2 separate regions of the Mus musculus genome follow, and region 1 is linked to region 2. The links are chromatin contacts, called in public Hi-C maps. All regions are on one chromosome and are shown on one strand. The core of a region is the stretch at or near the end of the contact, and the rest is flanking DNA. Distances in the headings are between cores, read along the strand shown.

The links. Hi-C and Micro-C count contacts between places; a contact is called where the count stands out from the background.
Region 1: a Hi-C map of neural progenitor cells shows a contact between it and region 2, with 4 times the contacts expected there. The contact joins two enhancer-like sites. A contact is called at or near these places in 2 of 15 datasets of contacts at CTCF or cohesin (pro-B cells and stem cell-derived epiblast-like cells), 30 of 484 Hi-C or Micro-C datasets (B cells, the G1E-ER4 cell line, LSK cells and 20 more), 3 of 115 datasets of contacts at active chromatin or transcription factors (acute myeloid leukemia, bone marrow-derived dendritic cells and embryonic stem cells) and 1 of 9 other capture datasets (adipose tissue).

Annotation. Positions count from the first base shown.
Region 1 is chr2:76,100,876-76,104,957 of GRCm38.p6, forward strand. All of the region lies in intron 10 of Pde11a (phosphodiesterase 11A), which reads right to left. Among named protein-coding and RNA genes, the nearest start is that of Gm52518, 66 kb to the left of the region's middle. Within about 2 kb of position 1,281, at least 10 of the 459 cell types and tissues checked have an H3K27ac peak or open chromatin away from gene starts, as enhancers often do.
Region 2 is chr2:75,890,918-75,894,718 of GRCm38.p6, forward strand. Agps (alkylglycerone phosphate synthase) reads left to right here. Exons shown (of 20, transcript NM_172666.3): 13 at 875-951; 14 at 3,128-3,240. Among named protein-coding and RNA genes, the nearest start is that of Ttc30b, 46 kb to the right of the region's middle. Within about 2 kb of position 1,279, at least 39 of the 459 cell types and tissues checked have an H3K27ac peak or open chromatin away from gene starts, as enhancers often do.

The sequences.
Region 1 (4,082 bases), core at 31-2,530, 210 kb after region 2:
ACTCTCCGAGAGGAGCAATATGTGGAAGATGCAGTGATTGGCACCGTGCTGTTCTCTAGGAAGGAGAGGAAATGCATTTGTAAAGTCTGGCTGCCTGACACTGCCTAACCAAATAGCTGGGCTCCACACTCTTATCCCTGGATAGGTTGAGAATGTTTGATGTTTTAAGTTCTCCCTAGCCATTCGAGGGGTATGAATTTGATCATCCTTAGCCCTCAGAGGTACTGTAAATGCTGCTCTGGGTATGGCCTCTAGGGCAGTGGTTACTTCTTTGGGGGTTGAACATCCCTTTCACAGGGCTCACAGATCAGATATCCTGTATATCAGGTATTTACATGATGATTCGTAACAGTAGAAAAATAACAGTTATGAAGTAGCAACAAAATAATTTAATGGTTGGGGGTCCCCACGACTTGAGGAACTGTACCAAAGGGTCGCAGCATTAGGAAGGTTGAGAGCCACTGCTCCAGGATCAACTACGAGGCTGGCTGCTATAAGCTTAGGTCCCTTCTGCAATGCTGTCTCAACTTTTTGTTACACTAAGACCTAACAGATTTATCACTTTTTAATTAAATTCTTTATTGTTTATTGCCTCCAACCAAATGGCCAAAGCTCTGAAAATACCAGCCTGTATTACAAAGCAGTCTTAGAATGTTCTCTGTGGCTATAATTGCTCATAATGCTGGATTTAATCCTATATATGCTATATAGTATATATAATATAATAGTAATACAAATATATGAAGGAGAAGGAGACCATATATTTATATTTATGTCTATGTCTTTTCTATCTATCTATCTATCTATCTATCTATCTATCTATCTATCTATCTATCTATCTATCTATCTATCCATCTATAAGACTCAAACCCAAAGTAGGCAAAATTCTGCCTGCCTGCTAAGTTCTTGAGTCTAAATATTCCGAGCTTGGGCTAAAGTGGTGAGCTTCAAGGATTACTTCCCGTGGAGCGAAGTTCACCCCAGAGTTACTTCCATCAAACATTCAGCATGCCTGAGAGGAAGGAAAGAAACTTCTACATCGTTCACTGGCTCAGGCCTGGCAGAGATGCACTTGAAGGCCTAGGGCCTGCCAGAGAACTAGCTCAAGCACAGAGCCGCACTCGTGCCAAGGAAACAGACAACAATAAAGATAATTAATGGGGCATCTGACCCTCTGACCTCTAGACTCTTACAAGGCACCACCTCGTCAACCCCTGCCCCTCCGTGTGACCTCCATGCCTTCCCAGGATGCCGTGCTGTGGTACATCAAGCATGCCGACCAGGCGCTGGCTTTGTTCATGAGGCTAAAGCTAAGGGGAACATTTGTTCTCTAGCCCTCCAGATCATGCCTGGGTAGAATGAATCAACGTTGGTGTCACTAACATATTCCAGGTCATGTACACGCACGCCAATGTTATTATATCTCAAAATTACTTGGAAATCCATCTTTGAGGTTTTAACTATTTCCCTAAAAAAAACCCAAAAAACAAAAAAACATGGCTTTGGAAATTCTTACGTGGAGCAAGGATGGCACCCAGTGGCCAAAGTGCTTCATCTCAGATCCTGTGTTCTCAAGGATTCGCATTTGCTTATCTTCTTGGAGACAATAAACTACTGAGCGATCCTTCTCTCATGCCAGAGCTAAAACTCTAAATCATAGGACTATACTTTTAAACTGAACAAAGAAACACACACACACACACACACACACACACACACACACTGGGGGTGTATTTCAATGAGTGTGTGTATGTGAGTGTGTACTTTAAAAAATTTATATTTTAATAATCGAATTTCAAATAAGCCACATACTGTTCATGATATCCCTAATATATATAAAAATAAGTTATACATCCCTCACTCCACATCTTACTTCCCATAGATCTTATCTGGTTCATACGTTCTCATGCCCTGAGCATAAGACTTTATCTCCTGACAAGTACTTTATCATTAAAGTGATGTTTGCAATCTTCTCCCGGTGTTATCTTTCTCACACGGTCCTTGGCAGCCTGGAGAGGGCAGGATAATAAAGTGGAACCCTTCTTTTCTCTTTGAGATTTCCAGATGTTGAGAGATTTCTACATTGCAAGATAGGCAACTGGACTAAAGAAGATAGGCGACGTGTCGGAATAATGGATCCTCTCCCCCAGATCTACAAATGAGGCAGGGCCTCCATGTTTCCTGCTTCCCATTTCCATACATGTCTAAACAGTCTGAAATCCCAGGGGAGGAAGCCATGTGGATGGTACAAACATGAATCCAGAGAGAAATTTATAACAAAACATCACACACTAACGAGCGCCACAGATAGTCCTCAAAAAAGAAAAAGTCTCCCTAGACATCTTCACTATTGCTTGTTTGCCTCCAAAGCTGTCAAAATGCCGCTAAGTTTCCAAGAATAAAATCTGAATCAAAAGAAATTGTCTCAGCATAAAATTCCAAGACTTCACTTTCATATTCCATTAATGCATACGGATTGTTCTAGAATCAAAAGGAACCAGGGCTGGGGGAAGCCATCAAAGTCAGGTACACTTTTCTTCCTAGATCTTATTGTTTGTTTTTTGGGTTGATTTTTTTTCCCCTTTACAGACAGCGTCTCACTATGTAGCCCAGGCTGGCCCAGAGCTCTTGGTTTTCCCGTGGCTGTGCCTTCTGAGTGCTGGGATTGCCATAGTGTGTACCACTCCTGCCTTTCTTGGTGGTTAACTCTTGGTTGCTTCACTCATCCAGTGCCTTCACTAAGAGACTAAGGGTCATGAGCAAGGGTACTGCTTTTGTTTGCTTTGTTTTTAATAGCCACTGCTATTTCTTAGCTTTAAATACACAGTTACTATTTAAACATTTATGGGTAGAGCTAGGGTATAGATTCTGTACTGATGAGTTTAAGTCTTGGCTTACCAAACATTGCAACATTTCCCCTCATGAATCATTACGTTTCTTATTACTCTTCAAATATAATATAGCCACAAGAGGCTCTGAAAATTAATTGTAAAATGTAATTAAATCAACCTGAGCCAGGCCTTCCAGCAAATACCCTTGATTCTGAAGCTGATCTTCAATTCAAACCTTTGAGTGTTCGGAATCATAAAGACCTCAAGATGGTTTGTCAACGTTTATTTTCCTTTGTGTTTTATTTCCCCTTCACTCCTACGGATAAATTTTATAGGCTCATAAAGCGGCATCCTTTTATAGCTGGAAATGGCTTTGCTGTACAAATGAGGGAACCCAAAGCCCAGAAAATTTACATGAACCAGTAGCTGTTCTGTCTGGATCCATTCACACGTATGCTCACTCTTGTCCTACGGCATAGTGTTCCAGCACAGACGGTGCCAAGGGACAGCTGTAGCCCTGAGACTGCAGGCAGCCCTGAGGGCCGAGGTTCTATGCTCACTCGGTGTTTCATGTGCTGCTTTAGAGCCCACAGCCCTGGGATTCACAAACGTTTTACAGATTTTGAATAGATCTGTTCTCAGCTGAAACAGACACACAAAGACCTTCCCAGCCAGTTCATGGTTTCAGAAACACACCGGGGAGACAGTACGCTATATCAAATGCTAACAGAAAGCATTAGACAGTCATTTCATGAAACAGGGAGATAACATGTTTTTAAATGTTTGATTGGGGCCAGTGAGGAGGCTCAGCAGGCCAAGGCCAAGGCTCTCTAAGCCTGATGACCCGAGTCTAGTTCTGGGACCTACATAACAGGAGAGACCCAAATTCTGAAAAATGTCTCTTGACCTCCATATGCACATTGTGGCATGCACTAGGGTGGGCAGACAGACAAATATCTCACACACACACACACACACACACACACCAAAGACAGAAGAAAATATAAACACACTTAACAACACACATGCATGCAGAATTTTATTTAACAGTAAAGAATCTGCCAACGCTGTGAAAACCACTGCCTACAGCAGAGAGACGCTGTCCTCACGGAGCACGTCAACAGAACCGGGCCAGAGCTCAGCCCAGAGAACACGGATCCCTTTATTTTCAAGGAGCTTAGATTGCAGAAGGAAACTATGAAATTGATAAGCAAGTGCATTTAAGAAGGAGCCTAAAGCACCAAAGAGCCA
Region 2 (3,801 bases), core at 29-2,528:
AGGTGGATTTCTGAGTTTGAGGCCAGCCTGGTCTATAGAGTGAGTTCCAGGACAGCCAGGACACAGAGAAACCCTGTCTCGAAAAACCAAAAGAAAAAAAAAAAAAAAAAAAAGTCTAGAAAAAAACTTTATTTGAAGACGATTTTAGGTTTGCTAAATACTCAGAGGTTTTTTTGTTTTGTTTTGTTTTTTAAATTCTGCATAAACAGGATGGCATGTTTTTCTGAATTGGGCTCATAGCACTAAGGCCAGATGTGAGACTTGACTGGAACCAGCCCCAGAGCTGAGAAGTTTCTCCTCTTTGAAATGATGAGAAAACAGTAGAAGGTTCTCATTCAATTAGGCTTAATCTGCAACAGCGATGTTAATTGAGCAGGCTCTGAAATGCCGTTTGTGTTATTTTGGCAATTTTAACTCCCTGAGTGTGATTAAGAAAGCAATTGCTAGTTTTATGCTAAGAATTCTGGATGAGTTAAGAATTAATTAAGAAATAACTTTAAACTTACGTGGATTCCATATTTGGTTTTAGTTCTGTGTGATTTCTGTATAATTAAAAAATAATAATAGCAATACCAGCCACTACTGGGTTTTCTTAAAATAAAAATTAATGAGGTGATTTTACTGGGTGTAAACAGTACCATTGAAAGATAACTGAAATTATGCATAGTATTAGTTACATGTGGTAATTTGACTGGAAAACAAGCAAACACTGTCATGTTTGAAAGAATGTAGAGGTAAAGATCTTAATAAACATCCATGTAACTTACAACTGTGAAAACTCGCTTTCCCTTAGGGTACTAAATTAAAGCCATCTTTTCATCTCAAAGACACATAATCTGCTATTAATTTAAACTGTAACCTTTTCCCTTCTTAGGTCATGCTCTTAAACCTCAGGTCTCTTCTATTTTTACATCATTTTTGGATGGATTAAAAAAGTTTTATATTACAAAGGTAAGACTAAAAAAATCTAAAATTGTGCATGTATAGGACATGAGTTTTCTTCTTGCCTTCTGGCCATACATACCTCCCCAAAGGCTTTTTTTCCATGCTGTGTTGTGTTTTATGTTGGAGCTGGTATGTTAGTTAGCAACTGGACTGTGCAGTCCGTTTCAAAAGCCTTAGTCTGTGCTTCTCAAGTCTGAAAAGAGTCCTGCATTGAGCAGTCTCGAGCTGACCACATTTTCTGTACTTTGAATTTTCTTTACAGTTGTACTGAGAAGTGAAATGCGGGTGGGTTCATTTGCTCATTTAACCTTTGATTTCTGAGAACTGAGAAGTTGAAAGTGGTTACTAGTGTGTATCGCCATGGCAACAGTGTGTGTCATTTTGTTGTTGTAGCCATGGGGCTTTGCTACTATTGGACTTATTTAGGCAATACTTCTGGAAACTCTAAGAGATTGAACCAATCTCCATCTTTGTCTTTTCATGGTATAATTTTGTGTAAATTAGTAAGTGTAGTCCTTGTGCTAGGGACAGTAACTTGTTTCTCACTGTGTTTTGATACACACCCTTTGAGTAATGGAATTATCAGGTGCCCTTTGCATGGATTTGGTAAATAATGTTTTTCCAATCAAGCACCTCTCTTTTTAATAGTTTTTTTTCTTTTTGATGTCATGGATTCAAGTTTATGTATTTTCCTATGACTGATCACTTCTAAGCTGAGAAAACACTTTCTCTTCTAGTATGCTGAGGACATTTCACTCTCCCACCCCCATCATGTTCTTGTTTTGTGTTGTTTGTGCTGCAAATGAAACTTAGAATCTCATATACTAAGTATGAGGTCTGCCATTAAGCTATATCATATCCCTTACCTGGTTTAATTAACACAGAGTTTTGTTGTGGTTGGTTTTTGTTGTTTTTGTTTATTGTGTGTGTGTTGTTTTTATTTTATTTTGAGCACTTGCTACTAGATGAAGATCTAGATTGATCTTCACCTCCTCCTTCCCTGTTGCTGACCCTTGTGTCACCACTAGTGACTGTGAGTAATGCCTGCTTCTTTTTTCATTGATGCCTAAGGCATCTTATTATATACACTACTACCCCAGAAGACACCACTTTGACACAGTTCCTAATGCTTTGAAATAGTGTCTGTTTTGGTTTTGAAAAGTTAAAAAGATACAAGCTTGTTTTTTCTTTTTCTTTTATTATTTGGAATTTTCTTTGTTACCACCATCACCTGTTTTGTTCATTATTCTAAAAAAATTTTAGAGATTTGTGTTTTTTAAATGACCGCTGGGATTTTTATTATAATCAGAATATTCTAGTGTATCAATTTGGACAAGTATTGGCAAATTTGAAATTATTCATGCATCCAGGAGCATCTGTATTGTCTTTTTTTTTCCATAGCGAATTTACATATCTCTCTCTCTCTCTCTCTCTCTCTCTCTCTCCCTCTCCCTCCCTCCCCCCCTTTCTTTCTCTCTAAAGATTTATTTATGAGTACACGGTAGCTGTCTTCAGACACACCAGAGAAGAGGGTATCAGAACTCGTTATAGATAGTTGTAAGCCATGTGGTTGCTAGGAATCGAACTGAGGACCTCTGGAAGAGCAGTCAGTGCTCTTAACCACTGAGCCATCTCTCCAGCCCTTTTTTTTTTTTTTTTTTCTTTAAAATTAGTTTGGTTCTTTGCACATACAAGGTCTTTCCTGTTAATGTTATATAATATGTCATGGTTGGTTTGTATAGATGTTGTTAGCTCCAATCAGCTGTTTGGCTCTACTAACGAGTTTTGTAATTTGTGTTTGGTGTTTTCAATTACAGTTAAAGTTCTGGCAGGCTACCTGTTGTATTACTATATCAGTAGTATTTATAGTCCCAGAGTATATTTGGAAATGTGATGATTTTGTGCACCGTAGTTTCTTGTGTTCCTATAGTGCTGGGCATCAAACCTGGGGCTTTCTGCAGGCCAGGCAAGTGCTCACCAATGAGCTGTTCTTCCGGCAGTTAGTGCAGTTAGTGCCTGCCGTTCCTGTTAATGGATGTGTGAAGACCCAAAGCTCACTATTTAGCAGGCTGCTGTAATTGAGGCCATATAAAGAAGAAAAGAGCAAAATGCATTTCTGTTTACTGTTTTACAGAGGCTAAGGCTTCACTGTAATAATACAGTTTTATTTTATATTTTGTAGTTTAAAGGATTTGATCCAAATCAAATAAGTGTAGCCACATTACTGTTCGAGGGAGACCGTGAGAAGGTTCTTCAGCACGAAAAACAAGTGTATGACATCGCAGCAAAATTTGGGTATGGCTTATAGTTCATAACCAAGAGGAAGTGTGTTCAAGGTGTGGGGGCCTCACACAGACTGCTTGTGTTGCATTTCTAATTTGGATTGGCTATTAAATTAATCTTAGTTTATGAATAAGCCTAAAAAACTCTTCTTACTCCAAAATTTGTAGGAAGACCTAATTTTATACATACATACAATATGTGTGCTTATTATATAATGTTAGATTTATAGGACTGATGTGTCACTTTTACCTATTTTTATGTAATGTATACAGGTTATACAGTGCTAAATATTTTGCTTTTCCTAGATTTTTGCATGAATGACAATTTTGTGACCTGTTATTTGTTGTGTAAGAATGAGACAAAATTGTCAGGGTATTAGTTCATGTATAAAGTATGCTGCTAGTGTGTTTTTAAAAGGAAATTATGTTTAGTCTGTGGTATTTGATAAATTATCTATACTCCACCCCAGTCACTTACTGTTTTATGTTGGTATAAAGAAACAGAACACTTCACATCTATAATGAAGTGAATAATGATAGGGTGGTTTCTGTCTGCTTGATGGATTATGAGACT